Regions from separate parts of the Xenopus laevis genome. Here region 2 is linked to region 1. A link is a contact called in public Hi-C data. All regions are on one chromosome and are shown on one strand. Each heading gives the region's core, a stretch centred on a gene start, on an enhancer-like site or on the middle of the called end of the contact. The rest is flanking DNA. Distances are from core to core; before and after follow the strand shown.

What was found. Hi-C and Micro-C count contacts between places; a contact is called where the count stands out from the background.
Region 2: a contact with region 1 is called in a Hi-C map of the XL177 cell line, with 4 times the contacts expected there. The contact joins the enhancer-like site here to the promoter of tspan4.S in region 1. A contact is called at or near these places in 2 of 4 Hi-C or Micro-C datasets (the XL177 cell line and the XTC cell line).

Annotation. Positions count from the first base shown.
Region 1 is chr7S:97,240,259-97,246,595 of Xenopus_laevis_v10.1, forward strand. It overlaps tspan4.S (tetraspanin-4), which reads left to right and starts at 3,238. Exons shown (of 8, transcript XM_018226986.2): 1 at 3,238-3,468.
Region 2 is chr7S:97,297,719-97,304,018 of Xenopus_laevis_v10.1, forward strand. No RefSeq gene overlaps it. Among protein-coding and RNA genes, the nearest start is that of LOC108697784, 50 kb to the right of the region's middle. Within about 2 kb of position 2,138, at least 1 of the 7 cell types and tissues checked has an H3K27ac peak or open chromatin away from gene starts, as enhancers often do.

The sequences.
Region 1 (6,337 bases), core at 1,988-4,487:
ATGACTATTTTCAGCATTTATATGGCATATTTTTTCTGGCAACTGTGCTTCAGTGGCTGCAACCAAAAAAACTGGGCAAACAATGTCTACAAGGTCAACGTATGGCGAAAAATGACTATTTTCAGCATTTATATGGCATATTTTTTCTGGCAACTGTGCTTCAGTGGCTGCGTCCAAAAAAACTGGGCAAACAATGCCTACAAGGTCAACGTATGGCAGTTGTTTAAAGAGAACAGTAGATTACTAGCCAGCAAAGCTACCTAAGCTAAAATGTCCCTCAAATCCCTGCAGACTTCTGTCCCTCCAATACAGAGCAGTATCAAGCAGATTACTAGCCAGCAAACTTACTATCATCTGTCCCTGAAATCACTAACAGCTCTCCCCCTACACTATCTCTTCCAAGCACACACAGGCAGATTTTTCAGATACATTTTTGCCCTTGATCCCCCTCTGGCATGCCACTGTCCAGGTCGTTGCACCCTTTAAACAACTTTAAAATCATTTTTCTGGCCAGAAATGTCTTTTCTAGATGTTAAAGTTCGCCTTCCCATTGAAGTCTATGGGGTTCGCGAACCGTTCGCGAACCGCTCGCGTTTTTGCGCAAGTTCGCGAATATGTTCGCGAACTTTTTTTCCGACGTTCGCTACATCCCTAGATACTACACAAACCATAGAAGATCAAATGAAAAGTTTTAAACTCCCACCACTCCACCCCCACAGAGATAATGGTTCTATCCTTTTCTCTATTAGGGGCCCATGAGAAGATCCATGCCTGTCACTTTTCTGGGAAGTTCCACTTAATAGATAGGAGCAAGAATAAACACAACTGACATATAGGAGTCTCTGGGGTCAATGCACTAATGAGCCAGACTTTCCTTATCCCTGGTTTACAGCTAAGGGTGCAGTCATTTTGTTCTAATGGAAAAAACTTTTCTTTTGCTTTATCACTGGATAATTTTATGAGTAAAATGTGTCTAAACATTCCTGATATGAGTTGTTGCACCACTTACTGGGGCATGGTAACATCTGTGCAAGAATGAGGTTCCAGTCATAGAGCTGCTGTACTGGGCATGGGATATATCAGCCTTATGTCAGTGATGATTTCAACAACCACATAACTCCACTATACCTGCTACCCACAGTCATAGTCCCTATTACCCCACTGTTACTATAGACACCATCTCTCCCTACTATACCTGCTATCCTACAGTTACACGCCCTTCCCAGAGACTATTATCCTACTGTTACTATAGGCACCATCTCTCCCTACTATACCTGCTATCCCACAGTCACACGCCCTTCCCAGAGACTATTATCCTACTGTTACTATAGACACCATCTCTCCCTACTATACCTGCTATCCCACAGTCAAACTCCATTCCCAGAGACTATTATCCACTGTTACTATAGGCACCATCTCTCCCTACTATACCTGCTATCCCACAGTCACACTCCCTTCCCAGAGACTATTATCCCACTGTTACTATAGGCACCATCTCTCCCTACTATACCTGCTATCCCACAGTCACACTCCCTTCCCAGAGACTATTATCCCACTGTTACTATAGGCACCATCTCTCCCTACTATACCTGCTATCCCACAGTCAAACTCCATTCCCAGAGACTATTATCCACTGTTACTATAGGCACCATCTCTCCCTACTATACCTGCTATCCCACAGTCACACTCCCTTCCCAGAGACTATTACCCCACTGTGACTATAGACACCATCTCTCCCTACTATACCTGCTATCCCACAGTCACACTCCCTTCCCAGAGACTATTACCCCACTGTTACTATAGGCACCATCTCTCCCTACTATACCTGCTATCCCACAGTCACACTCCCTTCCCAGAGACTATTACCCACTGTTACTATAGGCACCATCTCTCCCTACTATACCTGCTATCCCACAGTCACACTCCCTTCCCAGAGACTATTACCCACTGTTACTATAGGCACCATCTCTCCCTACTATACCTGCTATCCCACAGTCACACTCCCTTCCCAGAGACTATTATCCCACTGTTACTATAGGCACCATCTCTCCCTACTATACCTGCTATCCTACAGTCACACTCCCTTCCCAGAGACTATTATCATAGTGCTAATATAGGCAGATGTAACTCAAGTTTACCTTTCCAATGCTGACTTTAATTTCACTTGCAATGGGGATACAGGGTTGGTTATGGCTCTGTTTCCAGTTTATTGTACATATCACGGCACTGCTCTAAATCTTTATGAGGCTCTGTACATGGGGCCAGGGATAAGCAGCAATATCTCTGGCTTTTGTCTCGGGGGATAGGCTGATCTGTGCCTGAGAGAAATGGGAAAGACAATATGAACCTGTTACTCACAAACTCTGCCTGACACCCAAGGGATCACCCAACAACTGCCTGACACCCAAGGGATCACCCAACAACTGCCTGACACCCCAGGGATCACCCAACAACTGCCTGACACCCAAGGGATCACCCAACAACTGCCTGACGGCCAAGGGATCACGCAACAACTGCCTGACACCCAAGGGATCACCCAACAACTGCCTGACACCCAAGGGATCACCCAACAACTGCCTGACGGCCAAGGGATCACGCAACAACTGCCTGACACCCAAGGGATCACCCAACAACTGCCTGACACCCAAGGGATCACCCAACAACTGCCTGACACCCCAGGGATCACCCAACAACTGCCTGACGGCCAAGGGATCACCCAACAACTGCCTGACACCCAAGGGATCACCCAACAACTGCCTGACACTCAAGGGATCACCCAACAACTGCCTGACACCCAAGGGATCACCCAACAACTGCCTGACACTCAAGGGATCACCCAACAACTGCCTGACACCCAAGGGATCACCAAACAACTACCTGACACCCAAGGGATCACCCAACAACTGCCTGACACCCCAGGGATCACCCAACAACTGCCTGACACCCAAGGGATCACCCAACAACTGCCTGACACCCAAGGGATCACCCAACAACTGCCTGACACCCAAGGTATCACCCAACTGCCTGACACCCAAGAGACTTTTTAGGATATGAAAAAAAGGCAAGTTTATGGAAATTCTGAGCTGACTCCGTAAAACTTGCAAACAAAAGAGACCCCGCATTCTTTTCCCTCCAGTCCGCCAGTCACACATTGTTCCCATTAGCGTTCCCCCCCCACAGACTGCGCCCCCGCCTCCCTCTCATTTCCTTCAGGACCCTCACCTTCCCACTCCCTGAGTCACGTGACTAGTGAAGGACCAGCCCCCCACCGCTGCCAGACAGTGCGCTGAGCTGCCAGAAGGGAGTAAAAGAAACAGAAAGAGTTTGGGAACTCAGAGCCGAGCAATAACAGAGCACAACATCCCTGGCGTGATCAGCAGCAAGTGAGAAGAATCCCCCCTCTACAACTGAAAGTGGACTGATCTCCATCGCTCTTTGCGGGACACTAACCTACAGCGGGATATCTGGGTAAGAAGTGGGAGCAGGAAAGTTCTCTGTTGGGAGGGGAGTTAGAGATGGATCTGTTGTTTGTTCCTTTGTGGTTAAGCAGGGGACAGTAACTTAGTTTTACACTACCCTCTCCTTTTTGCCTAGTGATTAGACCCCAGCCTCTGCAGAACCTCTTCTGGAAGCAGAGCAGCATATCACTATTGTGGCTCTAGGTTTGTTTGGGGGGTAAAGCAGAATAATAAATGGCAGTTCTGTTTCTGCTGCTCTGTCCCAGTTTATTATTCTGCCCCCTATTTCTCATTCCACTCTCATCAGCCAAACTGCCCTGTTGCCCCTTGAAAGTAGAGAAATACTTTAGATCCATGTTGCAGACTGCACTGGTCACTCTCCAGCCATGCACCGAGAGACTCTAAATGATCACAATAATTAACCATTCAAACCGTGGGTTTTATATGGTGAGTCTGGTCTTCCAGAAATAAGGCTGTAACTAAGGGCAGATGTTCATATAGGGGGGGGGGGAGCAGACATTCTTATAAGGGTCAGATGATTTTATAGGGGACAGCTGACCCAACTCCTAAATATTGAGGGGCCCTGAAGCGTTTAGGTAGTATGCAGAAGGGTAGCAAAGAAACCCACTGTGCCTTGATGATATATATATATATTTTTTTTTTTTTCTGGGAAACTGCTGCAACACTTGGATAATTGATGTATTTAGTAAGGTAAGTTGGGGTCAGAAAGCCTTGCTATCAGGGCTGTGTAACATGTAGACTCCAGCAGCATCTAACATGTATCATCCACACGTTTAACCCCAGCCAGGGGAAACAAGTTGGATAGCCATATTATATTCATTTTTGGAGGTGAATAGAGACAGTTATGCCCTTCCACATTTCATGTTAGAAGAATGTCCCAAATAAATGCTTTGAACCAGGCCCGGACTGGCAATCTGTGGGTTCTGGCATATGCCAGAGGGGCTGCTGTAAGGTCCCATAGACAGTCACTATGTATTGGGCTGGTGGAGGACTATTTGGACCTCTGTGTACTTAGAATTAGGGATGTACCAAATCCACTATTTTGGAATCGGCCAAAATCCCAAATCCTTTGCGAAAGATTCAGCCGAATACCAAACTGAATCCAAATCCTAATTTGCATATGCATCAACCGGGCAGAAGGATTCGGCCAAATCCTGCTGAAAAACGCAGAATCCCGAACCGAAATCCTGGATTAGGTGCATCCCTACTTGGAATGCCAGGGCCTATCTTCACTCCCAGTCCAGTTTGAACATATGGTTCATAATCCCCCTAAAAAAAAAAAAGACTTCTGGTAGAGTCCTGCATTGGGTCAGGTACCCGCAGAATACCCACAAGGTGGTTGGATTTTGGGCAGAAATTTCTGAGTGCCTTATTGTGCAAGTAGTCAGTGGGTAACCCATCTGGGTACCCAGCTATGTTGCAGGCCTGGTCCCTCGTACCCTCTCCTGAGTTTGTGGTAAGATCTCTTTCCTTACCTAGTGGAATAGGGTCCCGTGTGATGCCACATCCGGTTAAAAAGTGACTTTGCTTCCAGTTTTCTCGGGCACTGGGTCAGGGGGTAAGCAAGCTGTTTGCCAGTTTGGTCGGGTAGTGGGTCTGGGTGGGCGGGGCATAGAGGGTAGTGGGTCGGCTTGCAGCCAGTGTCGGACTGGCCCACCAGGATACCGGATAAACTCCCGGGGGGCCCAGGTATCAGTGGCCCCTCATGCTGCTAAACATTTTGGCCTTTTTCATGGCCATTCTTTATTTCTATGAGAACAAAGAGGCTAAATAGATAGAATAATAGATTATAGGAGAGGAAGAATAATAGTACTGAGAGTGGGCCCCTGGTCTAAGGTTTTTGGGTGGGCCCCTGGTGTCCCATTCCAACACTGTGCAGGTCTGCGGGTCCGGGTCGGGCACGGGTCTGTCTGATTGGACCCGTGCAGGACTCTAACTTCTGGTACCCACCCTTGAATAAAACCTCCTGTCTAAATTTGTCCATTTCATTTGGGTTGTTTAGTGACCCTTTGTCTGTCTTTACTATTTCTATGTGTGTGTAGTCTCTCAGTCCTTGTGGCTTTGTGTAACGTTACATGAATTGGGGATACTTTTTGCATGGAAAGTTTTTTTCCTAGCGTGATTGTCTCTGCCAGTGGCAGTGTTTTCCTGGGATGTCACTGTCTATTTCCATGGCAGATTTGCTGTACTGCGCAGCCAGAATCAGATGCACTGTGTACTCATGTGAGTTTTGGCTCCGTCTACAGTCATTTTGGGAATGAAGACTTGGCAGTAGCAGTAATGTTTGGTAGGAATGAAGGTCTGGCAGGGGGTGGAACATTCCATGGTTTGCTAATCGCTAGTTCATCGCTTCTGGACTGGTCTCAAGGTCCCTTTTAAATGTTCAAGTGAAAATTGTGCACCATAACCAGGATTTTTTGGATGTTAGAAGTAGTTTAAAAATGATGAATTATTTGATGAACAAACATGGGCTGATTTAAACGTATAATTTTAGTATGTTTTAGAATGGCTGGTTCTTAGCAACGTCTTCATTATTTATAGTTTTTAATTTATTTGCCTTCTTCTTCTTTCCAGCTTTCCAATGGAGGTCACTGACCCCATCTAAAAAACAACACATATAACATATTTATTGTTATTGACACTTTCTATTACTCGTCTTTCTATTCAGGCCCCCTCCTATTCATAGTCCAGTCTATTAATTAAATCACTGCATGGTTGCTAGGGTAATTTGGACCCTAGCAACCAGATGGCTGAAACTGCAAACTGGAGAGCAGCTTAATAAATAAGTAAAATAACTCAAAACCCACAAATAATAAAAAATGAAAACTAAATGCCAGTTAATATCACTCTCTACATCA
Region 2 (6,300 bases), core at 888-3,387, 56 kb after region 1:
CCCTGCTTTATATAACAATAAAGTTTTTTAAAAATGCATTTGGTTTTGGTTTCTGTAATGTACTTTTTGAAATGCTAACCTAGTATCATATAAAACTGCACATATGTATGGGATCTGTTATCTGAAAAGCTCTGGGATCTAACTATGCTACTTCTGAACTCTGCTGCACAACTTCTTGAGCGTAATAAGAACATTGAAATCTGACAAACCAATGTGATCCTCGATCAGATTGGATTTTAAAAAATCTTGGCAATTTTCAGCCTGATATGGATTGGGGGAAGCCCTTCGGGGGGCTCCATACACTGCCTAAGCTTATATCGGCCTATGTATGGCCACCTTTAGACCAGCCTACAGCCAATAAGAACATTTAAATCTTCTCAGGGTTAGACCAATTTGCAACCAAATCTTCTCAGGGTTACACCAACCTGTAGCTAAAAAGAACATTGAAATCCTCTCAGGGTTAAGATGACCATACAGGGGTTGATCTGCCAAAACAAGTGGATGTTGCACAGATATGCTCTCCTTGAGTGGGCGATATCAGACTGATCCAATTCTGGCGCCCAATGATCAGATCAGAAGGCCAGAAATGCAGATGGTGGAATCAAGGAACAATGTGGTCCTCAATCCGACAGGAATTTTAAGCTTTTTTAATCATCATGTGTCTGATTTGTGGCCAGATATCGATCAGGGAAGCTCATCGGGGTCCCCATACACTAGCCAATAAGCTGCCAACGTTGTCTGTCTGCAACTTTTATCGGCCTGTGTATGCCCACCTTTAGACCAACCTGTTGCCAAATCTTCCCAGGGTTAGACCAACCTGCAGCCAATAAAAGCATTGGAATCTTTGCAGGGTAAAGATGGCCATACATACAGAGATCCGCTTGTTTGGCGAGGTCGCCAACTGAGCGGATCTTTCCCCAATATGTCCACCTTGAGGTGGATCACAATGTAGAGAATATGGACGGATCGAGGACCGAATTAACAAACCAATATGGTACTCTACCCGACTGGATTTTTAAAACTGCCTAATCGAAATCTGGCAGAATTTCAGCCAAATATCGACCAGGGAAGCCCATCGGAGGGCCCCATACACTGCCCAATAAGCTTCTGACTTAATCTGTCGGAAGCTTATATTGGCCCTTGTATAGGGACATTTAGACCAACTGCAGCCAAATATTTCCAGGGTTAAACCAACCTATAGCCAATAAAAGTATTGAAATGTTCGAACAAACCTGCAGCCAATAAGAACATTCAGTTCTTCCCAGGGTACATCTAACTTGTTTAAGATTAATAGTATCATACAACCCATTTACAAACAAAAATTACTTTTTGTGGGAAAAAACTGTTCTTCATTCTTGTGTGAGAGCAGTCAAAATATTTACCTGGCGAGAGACTTAAAGGAACTTTTTAGTATAAAAACTATGTAAATAGATAGGCTGTGCGAAATAAAAAATGTATCTAATATAGTTAGTTAGCCAAAAATGTAATGTATAAAGGCTGGAGTGACTGGATGTGTAACATAATAGCCAGAACACTACTTCCTGCTTTGCAGCTCTCTTGGTTTCCACTGATTGGTTACCAGGCAGTAACCAATCAGAGCCTTGAGGGGGGCCACATGGGTCATATCTGTTGCTTTTGAATCTGAGCTGTATGCTGAGGATCAATTGCAAACTCACTGAACAGTTATGTCCCATGTGGGCCCCCTTCAAGTTGCTGACTAACTGAGAGTAAGAGAGCTGCAAAGCAGGAAGTAGTGTTCTGGCTATTATGTTACACATCCAGTAACTCCAGCCTTTATACATTACATTTTTGGCTAACTAACTATATTAGATACATTTTTTTTTACTCTGCACAGCCTATCTATTTACCAAGTTTTTATTTTTACACTGAACAGAATGCACAAATACATGGCAGAATGATATGAGTTACTGTATCCTTGCAAATATCACTTGGTGTGAAAACATAATTCACAGTTAGCAGAATTTTGTGTTAATTAAAAATCGTACAAGTGCTTGGTTCATTTGTATTATAGCATATTGCTGCAGTTTCTCTATGGCCCCACCACACAATCAGCTTCTAGTTTATCTCTTCCCAGTAGCCAGGGGTGAAGTAGTTGCACTGTGCTGGGTGCAAGGTCCCATTGAAGGGGGAACCAGGTGGTCAGCTCCAGAAAAGAATCAATAACATTAGATTCACGTGGCTTTTGTACACAGCAGGTGGTACTTTAGTGCAAATAAAATAATTGAAAGGGGCTTTGGTTGCCCTTTCATCACACCTTGGGCCATTTGCTTCTCACTGGTGAGTGTATTGCCATTTGTTAAAAAGATTCATGAGACTGATCCTATTGGATCATAGACCTTTTTTTCCATTGGCCTGGGTGCAGGTTCTAAAGCACGAAGAGGCACACAATCACACCCCTAACGGTAATTACAAACAGGCCTATTCCACTCGTTTTGTCACAGCTTGGTGGCGAAAGAACATTCACAACTATCCCTATTTCATTCCTATGGAAATTGCCTGCACCCTTGGGTGCACTTGTGGATCAGGTGATTAGCACTTGAAAATGCCTAAGCCAGCAGACCCACGAGCAGGCCCGGACTGGCAATCTGTGGGTTCTGGCAATTGCCAGAGGGGCTGCTGTAAGATGCCATAGACAGTCACTATTTATTGGGCTGTTCAGGCCTCTGTGTACTTGAAATGCCAGGGCCTATAATGATTCCCAGTGCAGGACTACACACGGGTGCAGGCTGGGATCTTTTTGGAGTAAACTTAAATTTAAAAAAAAATTAAAAAAGATATTGGTAGTCCCCACCTGGTTAGGGCCCCTCCTTCATAAACAAAGTCTTGGCAATTAAAGCACAAAGGAGACACTAAGTAAATAATAAGGAGCCCTAAGCCAGTTGTTATTGCACATTCCTGGGCACAACTCAAGGGAGCTGCTTGTTCATATAAGCACTGACAAGACACGGGGCTGGCAAGGCTCCCTTGGATTGGTTAAAGGACACTTGAATTTAAGCACACAGGGGTATGGTATGCGGTCAGAAGAGGTGAATGCATGACCCCACCCAAGCCCCCCAAAATTACAGGTTGCATCTGTGACACCAATGCTTAAAGGAAAAGTAACATCAAAAGTAATTACACTTAAGTAATACAAATATAATGCAGAGTTGCCCTAATCTCTCCGAACTGCACTGGCACTCCAAACGTTTCTTTTTCTGAAGTCACCCGATGTTTCCATCTTGCGGCAACTTTGGGTGGCTTCGGAAAACAAAGCGAACCGATTGCCATCCCACCGGCGATTTACATTCTAGCGTGCGGGAGGCAGTTCAGACTTCGGAGAGACTGGTCGCCCGAAGAAGAGGAGATTTGTCGCTGGACGACTAATCTCCCCAAATCTGAGCGTGCGTCTCTGCCCTAAAACTGCTGCGTTCGCTTCAGAAACACTACTATTGTTTGTATAAATAAGCTGCTGTCTAGCCATGGGGGCAGCCATTCAAAGGAGAAAAGGCTCATGTTACACAGCAGATAAACTCTGTAGAACATAATGGTGTTATCTGTTATCCACTATTTAACCTGTGCCATAGAGACTTTTTTCAGTTTCCGCCATTGCTACACAGCAGCTTGTTTATATGAACTATAGTCATGTTTCTGAAGCAAACACACCTGCTGTACCAGTGCAGGGCAACACTACATGATATTTTCATTACTTTACAACACTTTCATTTGTTGGTGTTACTGGTCCTTTAAAGGGCATGTAAAGGCAAAAAAATAAAATCCCATTTTTACTTTCTTTACTTTAATGAAAAAGAAACCTATCTCCAATATACTTTAATTAAAAAATGTGTACCGTTTTTATAAGAAACCTGACTGTATGCAGTGAAATTCTCCCTTCATTTACTGCTGTGGATAGGAATTGTCAGATGGTCCCTAACTGCTGAGCAGGGAAACAATCATACTTATGAACAGCAGGGGGAGCCCCCGCCTTACTTCCCAGCCATGCAGAACTCAAGCAGCTTTGTTTATGATGATCCCTAAGCAGCCCAGACCACACTGAGTATGTGCACAGTCTTAGTCTTGCAAAGATGTTTAACAAAGTTATAAGATGGTGACCCACTGTAGCCAACTTTGAAAGCATAAATTATTTGTTTGATTAGGCTTGTGGTGCAGTAAGTTCATGTTTATATTTAGTATACAAAATACAGCATTTCTAGCCTTATTCTATTTTAGACTTTACATGCCCTTTAATTAATATTACCTACCCCACTGCGTAAAGGGTAAAGGGACAAATACACTTCAACCATCCCCTCTCCAGGTAATAATGTGTCCAATGGAGCTCACTGTATTTAGAGCTAAACACAGGACTGAACATTTGTCCCAATGGTTCCTTGGACATCAGGACCAGCACAAGAGGGAGGGAAGACTAAACAAGTGGTGATAACGGTGTATCAGTGCTGTGCCTGGGTCCATACTGTGTCCCCATAAGACCTGAGGATCATACCAGAAAAGGGCTGATAGAAAGACCATTTGCACATCAGATGACATCTGATATTAATCACTGATCAGACTATAAGGAAGAAACCAGGCAAAACGTTTCAAAGTCAATAGCAAAACTTTCCTAAAGAAGCCAAAGCCAGAAATAGTTAGCAGCCCCCGCGCACAGATGCAATTCTCACACCGCCAATGAAAGTGAGAATGTGAAATCTTGTGCTCGATAATTAAAGAGAAAAAAGGCAGTTGCTCCAAGAGAACAGAATGTTTATTTTATTATAAAAACAATATATTTAGATAAAGTATTTAGTGCTGGAGACTCTGTAAATTGAGTGATAATGAAGTACAGAAACATCTCACCATTGTCTAAACAAGGCTTTAGTGTTTCTCTCTGATGATCTCCCAGGCATTGGCTGTCGGCAGAAGCTGGCAGTTGCCGGGGGGGGGGGGCAAAGGTTGCTGATGGGCCACCTGGGTAACTTTAAAATTAAAGTTTCTTTACCAGAAATATGGCTCTTATAATACAGAGAATGCTATAACTACTACTACTGATGTGGCCCTTTTGCTTATAACAACCAATTGCAAATTTGATTTATTTTTTTAACCTGCTTTTGTCAATTGCCCCAGTGCAATTTAGCAGCAGTAATATTGAATTAGTCACACTGCGCTTAAAGGAGAAAGAAAGGCTTAATCAGAAAGGTCTATATAAATTCATCAGTAAACCCTCAAAGTCCTCAAAAGAAACACTGCATTTCTTTCCTTCTATTGTTTACAAATGGGCTTCTGTATCAGACTTCCTGTTTTCAGCTTAAACCTCCAGGGCTAGGGCTTGAGCATGCTCAGTTTGCTCCTCTCCCCCTAACTCCTCCCCTCCCTGTTGTAATCTGAGGCCAGAGCTATGAGTGAGCAGGGAGAGACTCAGGCAGGAAGTGATGTCACACCAAGCTAATATGGCAGCTGCTATCCTAAACAAACAGAGAGATCTTCTAGAGTTGTTTACTTGGGTATGGTTAAGCATTCTGCAGAATAAATATAGTGTTATAGCTTGTACTATTGTGGCTAATCTATTGGCAATTAACTGCTTTGGAAGCTTTCCTTCTCCTTTAAGTCATTTTATTTGCACTCAAGGATGCATTAACAACAGGAGGTGAGCTGAAAGGGACAGATTTGGAACACGTTGTAGACAGAACCAGAGCCGGATGTGCTCAGACACACCATGCAACATCTGATTGCAGCCAATAGTGTATAGCAGTGAGTAAATGAAGGGTTTAGCTCAGTATTGGGGTCTACGGGGAGAAGGTGAGAACCTCCACTAGCACATGTATATGGGAGGAACATGGTGGGCATTCACGGTTATGAACAGGGTAGGAGTTTTTCAAAGATATTTTTTGCTTGGTGGGGCAAGAGGGTTAAAGCTAAAAGACAGTAGGGGAGCAACCAGAAATCCATGGGCCCAATGCAATAGTTCCTTTAGGGTCACCACCTTCGGTTCCATAAGCCCAGGTCTCTATACTTCAGTACCCATCAGCTCTTGTATGAGAGATTGGCCCCTTCCCTTGGAGAGGGATCTAACTTGTACCCATAGAAGTTCTTTGCTGTCAGAGGCCCTGCTATGGTGTTGATCACTGCACAGGAGCCATAATTAATACAAACATTTCTTGTTCTTTCATCAGTCACCTTTCAACAACACTGAAGGTCCAGTCTTAGTGTTTGCTGACAGGAAATTAGGCACGAAAATCCATGCAGGATGTTTCCACGCCACTGAGCTATTTAGATAAACTGCTGTACTAGGCATCTCAGTGGCAGATGAGC